Regions from separate parts of the Sus scrofa genome. Here region 2 is linked to region 1. The links are chromatin contacts, called in public HiChIP or PLAC-seq maps. All regions are on one chromosome and are shown on one strand. The core of a region is the stretch at or near the end of the contact, and the rest is flanking DNA. Distances in the headings are between cores, read along the strand shown. Region 1 holds the start of ABCD1 (ATP-binding cassette sub-family D member 1). Region 2 holds the start of HCFC1 (host cell factor 1).

Evidence for each region. HiChIP or PLAC-seq counts read pairs in DNA pulled down with a chosen protein or histone mark.
Region 2: an H3K27ac HiChIP or PLAC-seq map of alveolar macrophages shows a contact between it and region 1. The contact joins the promoter of HCFC1 here to the promoter of ABCD1 in region 1. A contact is called at or near these places in 2 of 2 datasets of contacts at active chromatin or transcription factors (alveolar macrophages and skeletal muscle).

Annotation. Positions count from the first base shown.
Region 1 is chrX:124,482,687-124,486,495 of Sscrofa11.1, reverse strand. It overlaps ABCD1 (ATP-binding cassette sub-family D member 1), which reads right to left and starts at 1,420. Exons shown (of 10, transcript XM_003135473.5): 1 at 39-1,420. The coding sequence starts at 938. BCAP31 (B-cell receptor-associated protein 31) reads left to right here and starts at 1,573. Exons shown (of 7, transcript XR_002340558.1): 1 at 1,573-1,818; 2 at 2,684-2,819.
Region 2 is chrX:124,692,377-124,696,245 of Sscrofa11.1, reverse strand. It overlaps HCFC1 (host cell factor 1), which reads left to right and starts at 1,400. Exons shown (of 27, transcript XM_003135485.5): 1 at 1,400-3,267. The coding sequence starts at 3,075. It overlaps TMEM187 (transmembrane protein 187), which reads right to left and starts at 1,196. Exons shown (of 4, transcript XM_003135487.4): 1 at 1,070-1,196.

The sequences.
Region 1 (3,809 bases), core at 171-2,670:
GCCACGCGCTTTCCAGTGCCCCGACCGACCGGCCCCACCTCGTGGCCCCCATAGAAGGCAATCTCCTCCGAGTTGGCCACCACTCGCGAGTGCATGTAGCGCAGCTCCCCCTTCCGCCGCGCCTCCTCTGCCACCAGCTCCCCAAACTTGGGTGAGAAGGCTCGGAGCACGTTGGCTGTGAGGAACACCACGAGGCCAGCGATGGCCGAGGGCCAGGCCGTGCCGGCCCCGCGGGAGCGGGCTGCTCGAAGCAGGGTGTAGGCGGTCACAGCCACGTCCAGGAGTGGCTTGGTCAGGTTGGAGTAGAGGTGGGCCACGGAGGCAGCGAAGGCCACCACGTCCTCCGTCAGGGACTGGTCCGGGTTGCGAAGGCGCCCGTCCATGTTGCTGACACGGTAGTAGGTCTGCTGGGAGAAGTAGAGGCTGTAGGCATGGGCCACCAGACGGCTGCGGAACGCCAGGGCCAGCTGGCCCTCCAGGTAGCGGATGGCACTGTTGACGAAGGTGGCAGGGAGTGCGATGAAGAGCCACTGCAGGAGCTGCCAGCCAAAGGCCCGGGGGTCCTTTCGCACGATGCAGCGGGCCAGCCGGCCGTCCAGGCGGGCCACATACACCGACAAGAAAGTCCGGCTCACCAAGGCGGCCGAGTGCAGCGCCAGCAGCCCCGTCTCCCGGCACAGGATCCTGGGGAAGAGCAGCCGCAGAAGCCACAAGAGTCGCTGCAGGAACACCCGGTTGACGCCGGCCTTGGCCGCTGTGGCCCCAGGGACCTCCTGCGCCGACTCCCGGACCGGCCCCTGGGGGCCCCTGGCCGGAGCCAGGCACTGCCGCACCAGGGGGTAGATTTTGTGGGCTCCGTAGGCCGTGAGGGCCAGGACCACAGCTGTGCGCTTCAGCGTGGTCACCCGCGAGGGCCGGGGAGTAGACAGCACCGTCATGTCACCTGGGCTGGGGCAGGGGCTGATGCCTGAGGCAGCAGAGGAAGCAGGTAGCTGGAAGGGTGGTGGCTCTGACCCCGGGCTCGTGGTCTAGGCAACAGGAAAGCTTGCAGTGGTCCCTGAGACTGTCGCTTTAGGCCACCCGGGTGGTGCTGGGGCCCCTGGTGCAGTGGGTTCAGGGCCCTCCAGGGTCGCGGCCTCTTCAGACAGCCGAGGTGGAGGAATTTGGCAGTCCCCTAGCCTCTGGGGTCAGAGCCTCCAGAGGTCTCAGGCAGAGAGGGCGTCTCTTCCTCTCCACCTCCTCCTCCTCCTCCCCCGGTGGCGCCCCTCCCCGGGGCACCAGACGCGTCCGTCCGCTCCACAGCCTGGCTGAGGCTACTGCGACTTCGCCACCCGTCCGGAATCCCCACCTACCCACCCACCCCTCCCCAGGGGCGAGCCGGGGGAAGGGGAGGAGGCCGAGGAGGGGCGGGAGGCGGAGCCCCGGCGCGGGGCGCCCCACCCCGTTCTCGCCCCACGGCTGGGCCCCGCCCCCGCCCCGGACCACAGAGACGTGGGACGACCGCGCGGGCTAGAGAAGCAACGCCGCGCCTTCCCGCCCAGGCCCCGCCCTGTTTCCCGACGCGCCCGAGGCGCCGCTTCTTCCCCAGTCCTGGGCGTCGGAGCCCAGGCTCGGGGGCGGGGCGGAAAGCGCCCGTGGGCGGGGCCACAGGCGCCTCGCGGCGTTTGGGGGCGGGGCCAAGGCGCCTCGCGGCGTTTGGGGGCGGGGCGGGACCCGCAGGGCGCTTCCGGTTCCGGCTGCGGGGGAAGGGGCGGGGCCGGCGTGGTGGTGGGAGAGTTTGGGGGCGACGAGGCGTGCGTGGTGGCTGTGGAGAACTCGGTGAGGCGGCTTGCGCGCCCGGTCGGCTTCCGGGGCCGCTGCGGTCCCCCGTCTTCTCTGCGAGGGCGAGCGGCGGGCCGCGCGGCGAGGCCTCGGCTGCGGGGCCGAGGGCTGAGCCAGGAGTGCGGGGGCAGGGCCGGGGCGGCAGCGGGTGGAGCCGGGGGCGGGGGGCGACGGCCGAGTGCCGTCCGGAGGAGCCGCGGAGGTGGGGCTCGGGAGGGCGTGCCCGCTCGGGGCCCCGTCGGGGGTTGTCCGGAGCCGGCTGGGCGCCGGGGCTGCCGGGGGAGGCCCCTGTGGTTTCTGAGGAGATAGTTTTTCGAGAACTTTCTCCGGCAGGGGCTGTGAGATGCTTGGTGGAGAGCTGCCCTCGCTTTTGGCCCCAGCTCGCGTCCTCTAGGAGTCGCTCTTGCGGCCTTTCTGAGGCGCCCGGAGACCTTCCGCCCCTCGGAGGCCGGCGCGGTGGTCTCTCTCCCGCCCCGGAAGGTGCTGCCGCTTCTGTCGGCTCCGTGGCGAGAGCTGCGGACGGAAGGGCCTCCTGGGCTCCCCGGGGGCGGGGGCGCCTCGCCGCAGAGCTCCCCCCGGCGGGCCTTGCCGCCCGTCTGCTCGAGCTTCTCCTCAAAGCGCCTTCCCACTTGGACTGGCGCAAGGAGGCTCCTGGCTTCCACGGGGAAAGGGGGCAAGGAATCGTCCAGAAGGGGGGCCTGGCTGGCTCAGCGCGCTGGACTGCCGGGCCTCGGAGCAGCCCTGGCTGCGCGTCCTGCGGCCGAGCCGGGGCTTTAAAAGCTCGGGGGTGCTTCCAGGCGGGGTCTGGGCTGCAGTCGGCCCAGCTCTCACGCCGCCGCCTGTTTCTCCTGTGCTTTCTCAGGAAACCGGCGCGCCTCTCCCTGTTGGAAGGCTTCTAGCACCAGGATGAGTCTGCAGTGGACTGCAGTTGCCACCTTCCTCTATGCGGAGGTCTTCGCTGTGCTGCTTCTCTGCATTCCCTTCATTTCTCCCAAAAGGTACGGCCTGTTCCCGGCCAGCAAGTGGCAGGGGCCGACTGGGGCAGAGCTCCGAGCTTCGCGTGTGCAGAGCTCTCGGACCCTAGAACTGGGCCAGACGGGAACAGGTAAAACCTGTCTGCGGTGGGGGTGGCAGGGCTGTGTTCGTCACCAGCCTTCCCCACAGTCCTGTGCTCGCACATCGTACCCAGTTCCTTTCCTCTGCACCCTGCCATCTTTCTGGCCTTCAGAATGGTTGAGAGGGGAGAAGACCTACTTAGGCTTCTGGGTCTGACCCTCTTGCCGCCCCTTGGGTCCCCCGGGGTACAGGGGATGGCCCTGTGGGACCCGCAAGACTTTCGCACCCCGGGTCACGTTGCTGATGATTTGCTGACTTTTGTCCCCCTAACTACTCTCGCTGGCGTTGCCTGGTGGCCTCAGGGGCATTACTCAGCCCGTGAAGGCCGAAGCCATGTTTATTTTCAGCCAGCGTGGGACCTGTGAGACGGTAATTGAAGATTAACTTGAGTTCTATATACTATGGAAACACATTTGGGCTTAAGTTGGAAGGTTATGGGTATGGCTGAGTTTTCAGGCCTTTTTTTTTAAAAGCTGGTTTTTTTTGATGAAAAAAAAAGATACCCCTGAGGTGATAGAACGCAAACGGCAGTGCCTGAGGCATATTCTTGACAAAAGCCCGATCTGAATCACCTCTTAAAGTTCACAGGGAATGCGGTGGCCGAGGGAGGCCCCCTTGAAGTTGCGACCTGGGAAGCCCTGTAGGGTAGACAGCCTGGTTTCTGCAGCAGTAGATTGGGAAAGAACAAAAGAGGGTGAGGGAAGGGGAGCTTATAGATGAGGGGAGATCTAAGATACTCATCGAGAGAACGCAGCATCAGGACCTTGTCCAGATTCAAACTAACCGGCAGTTAAAAGTAATTAGGACACTCGGACTTAAGGGTCCTGGCTCTGCAAGAGGGAGAGTCTTGTTGATTTTCTTGAGGTCTGGTG
Region 2 (3,869 bases), core at 151-2,650, 210 kb before region 1:
ACATGACAACTCCTGGCTGAGCGTTAAGAAGTGCTCCTGCTTCCTGGGTCAGGAGCCACCATCACCTGTTGCAGTACTGGCTTCTTCGGCCGGGAGCATCTCTAATAAATGCTTGCTGTGCCCCGGACTCCCTGGACCACCCTTGCTGCCCTTCTGCAGATCAGGGGCCACCCGGATGTCCAAGGAGCCTAGAGCCAGCACCGTGACTCTTGAACTCTGAGAAGAGAGTCACTGCACGGGGGCGAGTTCCCTGGGAACCAGCAGCTCGGCTTCCTTATTTTACAGGGGAAGGACCTGGGGCCAGAGCGGTGCTGTGAATGGTCAGAGGCCACACAAACACAGGTGAGGGCTCTCGTCTTTAGCTGCGTCACAGGACTCTTTGGCCGTTCTCAAACAAATGCCTCCAGATGCATAAACTACGACAGAAAATTCCAACATAAATTTAATACGTCTAAAGACAGGTATTAAAACATTTTTGAAAATGTGTGATAATATATGTGCTTGCTTCTTCTTTTTTTTTTGGCCCCACCTGGGGCATGAGGACGTTCTCAAACCAGGGATGGAACTGGAGCAACAGCCATGACAACACCAAATCTTTAACCCACTGGGCCGCCAGGGAACTCCTGTGCTTCTTTATTAACAGGTTAAATGACAGGCTCTGCGGGAGGCTGAATAACTACGGTAATTTCAAAGCAGTTATTCAGCCTGCCAGTAGGTCTTGTAATTAATTTCAGGATCTCCATAGGAAAAGCCATCTGATCTAAAATGATCTCTCATCATTTCTTTTGGTGACATAGTCACCAGGCTAACGCTCTGGGCTTGGCTGCCTACACTTGGAATTGTAGGACAGGCCAACTTTCGGCTAGAGGTTGGTGGATGTCAAGATGAAATAAAGAGGACAGAATCTGGGAAGTTCACCTGCTGTCACTCCAAGACCCCGGACAGCAGCGCATTACAGCCTGCGTCTGGCAGTGACCATGAAGGTGCTGCGACGAGACGGTCTCCTGCAAGATTTGGAACGTGGGGGTGACGCCAGTACCCACCTCTGAAGGTTGTTATGAGAACTTACAGTATTGGCGCGAAAAGGCCAGCGAGCACCATCCGGGTATTTGGCCTCTCGGCTTTGCTGGGGGAAATTCAAATCTCGAAAAAGGGCGGACCCGAAAGGCGGCTGTGCGCTTGCGCGCGGGGCGGGGCGCAGGCTCTGGGAAGCGGGCGGGGCGGGCGGTGACGCGGGGTGACGCGAGGCGACGCGGAGCTCCCCTGCGCCCGCCCGCCCGGCTCAGGCGCCGCAGGCCGGGCTGCCCGCCCGACAGCCAGAGGAGCGGGGGGCCTGCCCGGCGCGCGGCGGCCCGGCTCGTCTCCTTGGGGCGCCGGCGGTTGCGGCGGCGCCCCCGCCTGGAGGCGGGGCGGCGGCCTGGGAGCCTGGGAGGGCTCCGCCCCCGGCGCCGCGCGCCCGGCCGCGTTCCCGCCCACTCCCGCCCCGCCCCCGGCTCCCCCCGGCGGCGGGCTTCGGGCCGCCGCTCTGAGGCAGCTGGGTGTGCGGAGCAGAAACACGTCCGCTCCCTCGACCCTAGGACTGACTCGAATGTGTCCCGCCAGCCGCCTTCAGCAGCCTCTGTTCCTGTCCCCACTGCTAGTTAAAGGCGACGCCTCTAGAGTGTGTCCCTTCAGCGACCCAGGGGGCAGTTCCCATGGGGGGCGGGGCCAACCCCGTCTGAGGCCTTCTCATCCGGGCATTCCCCAGATGCCGCAGCCGCCATCTTTGTTTTGTGCTGAAAGTCGCTATTGACGCCCGAGGACGGCCGGGCGAGGGGAAGTGGCAAGATGGCGGCTCCCAGGGCGGAGGCGTGGAGGGGCTCTCGGGGGGCCCCAGGGCTGGGCACGCCTGTGCCTGACCCCAGCGCGGCCTGATTCCAAGCCAAGCGCGCAGCAGCCCTGGTCCCTCGCCGCGAGGTTCCTTTAAGAGGCCTCGGCCGGATGGAGAAGCCCGCGAGGGCGGGGGAGAGGTGGTGGTGGGGAAAACAGTGACGTCGCCCGACTCCGCCCCCTCGCCCGACCGCCGCCGCCGCCATGTTTAGTTGTTACTTCTTCACACAAGATGGCGGCTCCCAGGGAGGAGGCATGAGCGCCCTGCCGTTACCGCTCCTCCTGCCGTACAGTTGCCACTTCGGGGCCTAACTCTACCTCTTTGGAGCGGCTCCTGTGGGAAGGAGTCATAAGGAGGGAAGCGAGGATCGGACGCTGCCTTGCGTTTGGTTTGCAGTGGAAGAACTGACCCAGGAGGAAGAGAATAGGGGGGAAGGGGGAGCTTGTCTCAAGATGGCGGCTCCCAGGGCGGCAGGCTCAGCCTGAGCCGCAGAGGCGGACTAAGGGGAGAGCTTCGAGACCTCACGAGCCGTACGGCGTGGGCCTCCGAGCAGCCGTCGAGAATTCGGGCTCGGTCCACTGGCCTCTGGCGCGACTCTATTCCTTAAGAGTGTCGAGGCTGTTTCGGGAGCGGCCGCTGCACTAAGCGCTGGGCGGGGAAGCGGGACGGTCTCAAGATGGCGGCTCCCACAATTGTGGTCTGAGCGCCGGCGGGGCTGGGACGACCGCGGCGCTTGTGGCTGCTTTCCACCCGCCCCGGAAGCCGGCCAGTGCAGGGGACTTGGGGGGTGTGGGAACCGGGCCGGGGCTCCGCCATTTCCGGCGGGGGAGGGCTACGACTGAGGAAGGGAGGAGAGAGAGGCGGCTCAAGATGGCGGCTCCCAGGGCCTCCCGCTCGAGCTTGTAAGTGGGAGCTCCCAGGCAAGGAGTCAGGGCGGCGGGACTCGGCGGCCTCCAGCTTCTCGGGCCCAGGCGCTCGGCAGTTTCAGGAGGCTCTTGAGGAGACGGGGTGAGCAAGAAGAAGGGGAAGAGCAGAAGTGAAGGAGAATAGTTAAGATGGCGGCCTCCATGGAGCCGTCCACCGCTGTGTGAGGAACCGCTTCTCCGTGAGAACCGTCTTAGACTAAAGGGGGTGTGTGTGAGTGGAATTGGGGGGCTTCCTTCTCGCTTGGTGACTTTTTTCCACCGCGCCCTTTCCCGGAACTATGGCTTCGGCCGTGTCACCCGCCAACTCGCCAGCGGTGCTCCTGCAGCCTCGCTGGAAGCGAGTGGTGGGCTGGTCGGGTCCAGTACCCCGGCCCCGCCACGGCCACCGCGCCGTGGCCATCAAGGAGCTCATCGTGGTGTTTGGCGGCGGCAACGAGGGGATCGTGGACGAACTGCACGTGTACAACACGGGTGAGTGCAAAGCCCGCTGGGTCCTCCGATCTTTCCCTCTCTCCCTTCTTCGCCCTTCTCTTCCCTCCCTCTCTCCATCCCCTCCCTCTCCCTCCCCTGCCTTCCCTCCCTCCCTCCCCCCCTCCCTCCTCCCTCTCCGTCCTCCCTCTCCTCCTCCTCCCATTCCCCTTCTCCATCCGCAGTGATCTGCTTTTTTCTCCCCCCTCCGAGACCCTTTGCCGTGCCCGGCTCCTCTGCTTTTCCCTTCTTTTCCCTGCTTTTCCCCGCTCTCACACCCCTGCTGCTTCTGTGTTTGAGGGGTGCTTTTCATTATTGGAGAGGAACCCTCTAGCCCGGCTGGTGAGGGAGCGGGGGCGTCGCCAGCGGTGGTGACTTCAGACATACACCGTTACCCCCGCCAGGCGGGCGGATGCGTCCCTTTGGCGCAGAGTCCCACCCCCTTCCTCCCTCCTGCGCCTGCTCCGCTCTTCCCCGGCTCTAGTGCTCTTTCAGGAGAAATGACAACTTCTGGATTCCAGATTGGTTGCCTCTCTAGAGGAGCGGGGCAGAGTTGAGCAGCCTCCTCCCCACCTGGAGGAGGGGCGGGTTGTATGCCCTGCGGG